2 separate regions of the Canis lupus genome follow, and region 2 is linked to region 1. Evidence: chromatin contacts called from public Hi-C data. All regions are on one chromosome and are shown on one strand. The core of a region is the stretch at or near the end of the contact, and the rest is flanking DNA. Distances in the headings are between cores, read along the strand shown. Region 1 has its middle 18 kb from the start of S100A10. Region 2 holds the start of S100A11 (protein S100-A11).

Region 1 (4,111 bases), core at 657-3,156:
GGGTTTGCTAATACAGTAAGGACTTGTCTGACACTGGGGAAAGCAATTTGAGCCATGGGAGGAGAAAGCCAGATTGCAAGGGGGTTGGGAAAGTTTAGTGGTAAGGAAGTGGGGAGCAGGTGAACTAGCATTTGTGAAAGAATCCCTGTTGCCTCGTTGATATTAATTTACACCTTCTCCGACTTTCACATTGGGTTTTCTTCCTCTGACAGAAGTTAATTTCTGTATGGACTGGATTTGCAACATTCCTATGTCATTGGCTTTCTTTTGCATTCCTACCAGAAGCACTGGTGATTCCGCAGATCATGGTTAATGATAGTGTTCACACTAAGCCGCTGTGGGCCTAAAATATGAATCTGGTAACAGGAACACTTCTCTCTGGGAAGGTCAAGTTCTCAGCCAAGAGAGGAGGGGCTCTGGCTCTGGATTACCATTGTTTCTCTCTGCCCTCAGCCTATTCTCATAGGGGGCTCAGATTTCTAAGAACCCAGTTCCTAGCCAGTGCAGACTTGCCTTTCCCTCCCAGAGTTTTCCTTCCTTCCTTCCTTCCTTCCTTCCTTCCTTCCTTCCTTCCTTCCTTCCTTCCTTCCTTCCTTCCTTCCTTCCTTCCTTTCTTCTTTAAGATTTTATTTATTTATTCATGAGAGACACAGAGAGAGAGAGGCAGAGACACAAGCAGAGTTTCTTTCTTGACTGCAGTTTTGTGGGAATGCTTTCAGCAGTGGCTGGGGGAGATTTAGGAGATTAGAGAGTGCAGAGAAACAAAGCATGAACTATCACTACCCCAGCATAGGTGTGGTCCTCACGGTCTTTCTACCTGAATTCCCAGTACATCTCTCACCAGGTTCATGGGCAGTACAATAGGGTTGTTGTGAGGTGGGTGGGGCAGTGAGGCACCAAGGTCTTCTTGAGGTGCAGTCAAGGGGGGGAAAGAATCTCTCCCCCCAAATTGGAGCTGGGCCATGAATTGTTGGTGGAATGCCCAGCTTCACCATCTTTATATATTTGCATGACTATATATTTCATTTATAGAAGCTCTTTTTGGTCCTTTTTTCCCTGCATGTTCTTGTTTTATGTGACCTATTTCTTGCCTTATTTATTTGAACTTTTTTTTTTTTTTAAGTGGGCTCCATGCTCAGCATGGATGCTCAGCTCAATGCAGGGCTTGAACTCATGGCCCTGAGATCCTGAGGTGGAGACCTGAGCTGAAATCAAAAGTAGGTCACATAACTGACTGAGCCACCAAGGCACCCTTATGTATTTGAACATTTTAAACATACTCATGTTAAGGTCCTGTCCAGATTGCTCACTTTCTTTCTCTCTCATTACTTGGGTGCAAAGTCTCTCTCCTTTGTTGCATAAACTAGGGGTATCTCATGTGCAATGTAATGTTTGTCTTGAGTCCATTTTTAGCAGGATTTCTCTTCTGTAGAAATCCTCCAAGTAGCTGCGTTGTCTTCATGGGCTAGTTTGCATTTTTTAAAAAAGATTTATTTATTTATTCATGAGAGACACAGAGAGAAAGAGAGAGGCAGAGGCAGAGAAAGAAGTAGGCTCCATGCAGGGAGCCCAATATGGGACTCTATCAGGGACTCCAGGATCATGCCCTGGGCTGAAGGCAGGTGCTAAACTGCTGAGCCACCCAGGGATCCCTAGTTTGCATGTGTGTAGGGTTTTATGGTGCTTACTGCTCTGGAGCACTTTTTAGTTTCTTAGCCTGGGGATTTGGTACCAGGGAGCAGTTTGGGTTTGAGCACCATGACTTCAGAAAGTATAGGTGTGGTGCTCTGATTTCTCTCTGATGAGAGATCCTGGGGCTCATTCTGAGTGTTGTCTAGGATGGTAAGCTGAGTTTTCAGTCTCTGTCAGGGATGGTACGACTCTTTGGTAGTTGTCTCTTTTAGCTAAAGACTCAGTTCCTGTTCTCGGTTGCAGCCCTGGGTTGCATGGCCTCAACTCTGGTGTGCTGTTACAGCTTTGGTTCCCTTTTTGTTTTTGGCATCCAGATATTTCTCTTTCTGTCTTTTGATTGATCAAGTATTTAAACTTTTTAGGGTGAAGGGTTTCCTTTTTATCTAACATCGTTTGCAGTAGGAAAGGGGCTTGCTGTATCTGCTTCCATCTTTGTTCTTTTTTTTTTTTTTTTTAGAGATTTTTATTTATTTGTTTTAGAGGTAGTTAGAGGGAATGAGAATGGGGAGAAGGGGAGCAAAGGGAGAGAAACAAGCAGACTCCATGCTGAGCACAGAGCCTGACTTGGGGCTTAATTCCACAACCATGAGATCATGACCTGAACTGATATCAAGAGTCAGATGATTGACTGAGCCACCCAGGAGCCCCTCCAACTTCATTTTTTTTTTTTAAGATTTATTTATTTATTCATGAGAGACACAGAGAGAGAGAGAGGCAGAGACACAGGCAGAGGGAGAAGTAGGCTCTTTGCAGGAGCCAGATGTGGGACTCGATTTGGGAACCCCGGGATCACATCCTGAGCCAAAGGCGGATGCCCAACCACTGAGCCACCCAGGTGTCCCCTCCATCTTAATTCTTGACATAAGTCCTAGCTAGCATCATGGCCCAAATCTTCATCAAAAGGGATGACTTTTGGCTTCTTTTTTTTTTATTAAAAAAAAATCAACATTGGAATTGGCAATGATTTCCTGGATATGACAGCAGAATCACAGGCAGTAAAAGAAAAAAATACATAAATTGGGCATTATCAAAATTAAAAACTTTTGTGCATCAAAATATATTATCAATGGAGTAAAAAGGCAACTCACAGATTGTGAGAAGGTTTTGCAAATCATGCATTTGCTAAGGGATTATTATTCACAGTACATAAAGAACTCCTACAACTCAATAACAAAAAACTGAGCAAAGTCACCAAATTATGTACATAAACTATATATAGTTTTTCAATATTAATTATACCTCAATAAAGCTAGAAAAAAATAGGCAAAGGACTCAAATAGATTTTTCCAATGAAGACATTTAAATGGCCAAAAATTACATGAAAATATGCTCAACAGGGGTGCTTGGGTGGCTCAGTGGTTGAGCATCTGCCCTTGGTTTAGATCGTGATCCTGGGGTCCTTGGATTGAGTTCCACAGGGCTCCCTGAAGGGAGTCTGCTTCTCTCTCTCCCTATGTCTCTGCCACTTTCACTGTGTCTCTCATGAATAAATTTAAAAAATATTTTTTTAAAAAAGAAATTATGGTCAATATCACTTAGAGGACAAATATTATATGATTTGCTTAGGTGAGGTACTTGCAGTAATCAGATTCACAGAGATGGAAAGTAGAATGTTGGTTGCCAGGAATGGGAGAAGGGGAGAATGAGGAGATATTATTTAATATGTGCAGAGTCTTAGTCGAAGAAGATGAAAAAGTTCTGTAGATGGATGGTAGTGATAGTTGCACAACAATATGAATGTATGTACTTAATGTTTCTGAATTGTGTACTTAAAATGGTTAAAATGGGGATGCCTGGGTGGCTCAGTTGGGTAAGCCTCTGACTCTTGGTTTCAGCTCAGGTCATGATCTCATGGGTTGTGAGACTGAGCTCTGTGCTCAGGGTGAAGTCTGCTTGAAGATTCTCTCTCTCTGCCCCTCCCCAACATGCACAGGTGTGAAAAAATAAGTAAATCTCTCAAAAATAAATAAAATATTTAAAAAAATAGTTAAAATGTTAAATTTCATGTTATGTATATTTGACCACAGTAAAAAGGAAAAAATATCTTAATAAATTAAGAATATTTATTAAAAAAGAATCTATCTGCATTAGCACTTGCACTTTATCCTCTGCCTTTTTCTGTGGCAGAAGTCACTACATGGTAGGAAATACTGATCTCACCATTCTACAATGTGCCAGCACTCTCCCTGTCCCTCCAGATTCACTTTCTATGCTTCTCTGCCCTACTCAGCCTTCCAGCTGGGTTTCCCTGTGAGAGGCACTGGCACAAGATCAGAAGATGGGAGGAGAGAGAAATTGGTATTAATTCCCTTGGCTCCCTTCTGCCTCCTGTGGCCCAACAGTGGCTACATTTCTATACCGAAGGCCACAACATCTGTGAGGGACCCCTTTCTCTTGCCTGTGGCTCTTGCTGGCTTCT
Region 2 (3,960 bases), core at 590-3,089, 38 kb after region 1:
AGGAAGGTCCCTCTGCCTGTTTCAAGGACTTGTCAATGTGCTTTGTCCTCAGGTAGTCCTCTGTTTCCTCATCAGAGTCCCAACAGCGTTGCCAGCTTGAGCCCCAAACTGACAGTCTTTAAAACTGACCAGGGAGCCTGTGGCTTTATCATTTTTGTGATGTCCTGGTTTGAGTAAGGACTGGTGATACCATCTTTAATGGCTTCCTTTTGGGTCTGGTTATTCTTTGTTGATCACAAACGACTGTCATAAAAAATATCTTTTCTACCCATACCTAGGGCAGGGTGGTCTGGTTTGTTCCCTTATTTCTGGTTTCCTTACATCTCAGCATTTTTGGGACTTTGTTTTGTGAGCCTGATTCCATAGCCCCCTCCCTATCTCTCCCTACCTAGCTCTGTCTATTCCTTACTCACGTTGACTCTAAAGACTCAATAAAACTAACTGGAACTATCCCTACACTAAATCTTGGCCAGCAGAAATCTCAAAACTGGTGATTTTGGTGCATCTCGGAGGGGCTCACATTCTTGCCTTATGCCTGCATTGGATTTCAGCCTTCTTGACATGGATAATTCAGCCTCTTCTCAGATTTCCACCAAAAAACCAGTTACACAGCATCTTGATTTTTTTTTTTTTTTTTTTTTTTTAAGGATTTGGGGGTCCTGGGCAGGGTTAAATCACCTTCCATACAGCCTTCTACCATTCATGGACCCCTCCTCACTCTTTCTCTTCTCTCCTGGAACAACCCAGATTCCTCGTTTCCTGACTAACAGCTTGCCAGCACACCTCCTCCCCCCCCTTTTAAAAATAAATTTCACTTGTGTGCACCCTTTGGGTCTTGCCTTCCACCTTGAACTAACACCAAGACATTTTTCTTTACAGTTTCAGCCTGAAGAGACATTTGGTTTTATAATACAAGCCCCTCCCTTTTTATGAACATCCCTGAGCCTGTCCTTGTAGCATGGGGTGGGTGCAGGGTATTTATTTCTAGCACTTAGTAAGCTGCAGACAGGATTGGAAGCCAGTCCTAGTCAACAGCTGTGGTCATTAGCAGATGAGTAGCTACCTATTAGCACTGCACTGCACAACTCCATTAATGGAAGATCAGGTTATTCGTAGTTACCATTCTGTTCTTTCCTTCCTTTCTTCCTATGTTTTTCCTCAGGGTGGCTGGCATGGGGCCTCTTCTGGGTGGTGGAAATTTATTTATTTATTTATTTATTTATTTATTTATTTATTTATTTATTTTAAGGATTTTATTTATTTATTCATGAGAAACACAGAGAGGAGAGAGAGAGGCAGAGACACAGGCAGAGGGAGAAGCAGGCTCCATGCAGGGAGCCTGATGTGGGACTCAATCCCGGGTCTCCAGGATCAGGCCCTGGGCTGAAGGCGGCGCTGAATTGCTGAGCCACCCGGGCTGCTCTGGGTGGTGACATTTAAAGTATAGTTGGCTTTGGATAAATTCATTTTTTATTGGTGTTCAATTTGCCAACATATAGAATAACACCTGGTGCTCATCCCGTCAAGTGCCCCCCTCAGTGCCCGTTACCCAGTCACCCCCACCCCCTGCCCACTTCCCCCCTAGTTCGTTTCCCAGAGTTAGGAGTCTCTCATGTTCTGTCTCCCTTTCTGATATTTCCCATTCATTTTTTTCTCCTTTCCCCTTTATTCCGTTTCACTATTTTTCAATAGATATTGTTACTCTAATGAGTGACTCCTCACTTCTTTCCCTGTTCATGCTGCCCAAATCCTCCAGCTGCTGCTCCACGGAGTCTTCGTCTTCACCTGGCTCAGTAGGATCAGCCACAGCATAGCCAGTTAGATGCTCCCAAACGGTCATCACAAACGACCACTATATGTTGGGAAATCCAACTCCAATAAAAAAATTTAAAAATAATTCTAAAAACTAATCACATAGCGGGGCGGGGGAGAGGCGGGGGAAGGGGGGCAGCTGTCAGCCTCCCTAATAATTGCAGCAATGTGTTTATGAAAAATTAATAAGTGCAATAAAGTAGAGTACAAAAGTGATAAAAAAAAAAAAAAAAAAAGGACCACATCCCTGCAGCGGCCGGATGGAACTTCACGCCTGGTGCTTGTGCGCCACCTTGTGGTGACTGCCTGCAATGTCCCCGGTGGGCCCATCATTACGCAAGAGGAAATGGAGCCTCCTCGCTTTGCTGTCCTGGCCCTGGGCTGACAGTGAGCAGTCAACATCTTCTGTTCTTTCTTGGAACATCAGATGGACAGGGGATCCTCCCCTTAGGTTCAGCAGCACCTAGGGTTGTAGAGCAGAGCGTGCTACACAATTCTTAAATCCAGATGCTTTCTGGATGGGTGGTGTTTCACTTCCATTATTCTATGACACTGTGATTTTAAGAGGAACCATTGATTAAAAAGCAGCATTTTTTTTGGGGGGGGGGGGCGCAGAGATAGCACTATGCTACATATGCATTTCAATTTTAAGATACATCTGAATCTCGAAATTGTTTTAATGTCAATAAATAGGTCTTAGAATGTGGCTTTCATCTGCAAAATCTCCTGGATGTGAAGGAGAGTATCCACTACACATGAAATGAATCTGTAACATGAGAGACTCCTAACTCTGGGAAAGGAACAAGGGGTGGTAGAAAGGGAGGTGGGCGGGTGTGTGTGTGTGTGTGTGTGTGACTGGATGATGGGCACTGAGGGGGGCACTTGATGGGATGAGCACTGGGTGTTATGCTATGTGTTGGCAAATTGAACTCCAATAGAAAAATAAAAAAAAAGAGAAATGAATCTGTAGTTCATTTCAGTATCTATCGTTCTGTATGTGATCACAGCCAACTCTGGAGGGCAAGTACAGTTGACCCTTGAGAAACACAGGTTTGAATTACATGGGCCAAGTAGATGGGCAAGGGGCAAACACACCGGTGAGTTTATCCAGCATCCAATGCTTTGGAGCTGCTACATGCTTCAGATGTTTCTTGGGACCATGAGACATGGCTGCACGAGGCATGAAAAGAGGATATCACCTATTCTTGTAGCTTTATTAAATGTTTTTTTTTTTTTGGAGTTTTAAAATGAGTTTATTCTAGAATGTTCTTAGGAAGGCAACAATGTTTGTCATTAAAAAAAACTGTTTCTTCATGCTGAAAAGGTAATGCAAGAGGCTACAGTTATAAGCTTCTTTCAACTGGAATTCTGGTAGTATATATAGCACAGTGTAGTCATTTCTGCGATGCTAGAATAAATAAAAAAAAGTCTCTTCTATGCTTCTCTTCAAAAACTCGATGAATAATAACAGAAGATGGCATAAAAAAGCGATTTTTTCCCCTATTCATTCTGTAGTATTGGAGGCAGTATTTTTACCATCACAGGTTACAATTTTCACTTTATCCACTTTAATAAGTTCTGTCACCTCTCTGAATTCAACATCGTTTAATACAAAGACCCACACGTTATCACAGAATCTGTATTTAGAGAGCCCCTGAAATTGACTCTGTTCCTAACCCTCTGCGCCAATGCTGAATTTATAGCTTTATCAAACTGAAGTAGAACTTGAAGGGCAAGTTGGGGGGTGATCTGTTGAGACTGTATGAGCTCATCAAGGCTCTCCTGGAGACTGTTTCCCAAAGTGGTATTTCTATATAACTGATATGCCCTGGCTTAGGAAGAAGAAATTGTTTTTCTTATTCAGGCTTGCATTGATGTCCTGTGGGGAAAGCGCTTCCCGCCAGGAAGTAGACGGAAGTGGAGCGGCAGGCCAGCAGCCCAGCAGGAAGCACCCACTTCCCCTATTCTTGTAGCTTTAAGTCAGAAAATGATAATTAAATTTCTGTCTTTGGACCAGATCTCTCTTCTGAGTTCCATATCTATATACTCAACTGCTTTGGTGACATCCTCTGTGATATATCACAAATAAAAGAATTTCACCTTCCAGCTTTAGAGTTCAATATCCAATTCAGAATTCATGAGTTTCCC

Evidence for each region. A called contact is a pair of places that touch in the nucleus more often than the background predicts.
Region 2: a Hi-C map of blood shows a contact between it and region 1, with 1.8 times the contacts expected there. The contact joins the promoter of S100A11 here to the enhancer-like site in region 1. A contact is called at or near these places in 2 of 9 Hi-C or Micro-C datasets (blood and skin fibroblasts).

Annotation. Positions count from the first base shown.
Region 1 is chr17:61,672,010-61,676,120 of UU_Cfam_GSD_1.0, forward strand. No RefSeq gene overlaps it. Among named protein-coding and RNA genes, the nearest start is that of S100A10, 18 kb to the left of the region's middle. Within about 2 kb of position 1,907, at least 1 of the 20 cell types and tissues checked has an H3K27ac peak or open chromatin away from gene starts, as enhancers often do. A contact at or near this core is called in blood, where this site is marked.
Region 2 is chr17:61,710,339-61,714,298 of UU_Cfam_GSD_1.0, forward strand. S100A11 (protein S100-A11) reads right to left here and starts at 1,840. Exons shown (of 7, transcript XM_038562417.1): 1 at 1,723-1,840. The coding sequence starts at 1,840. It also overlaps the pseudogene LOC100685812.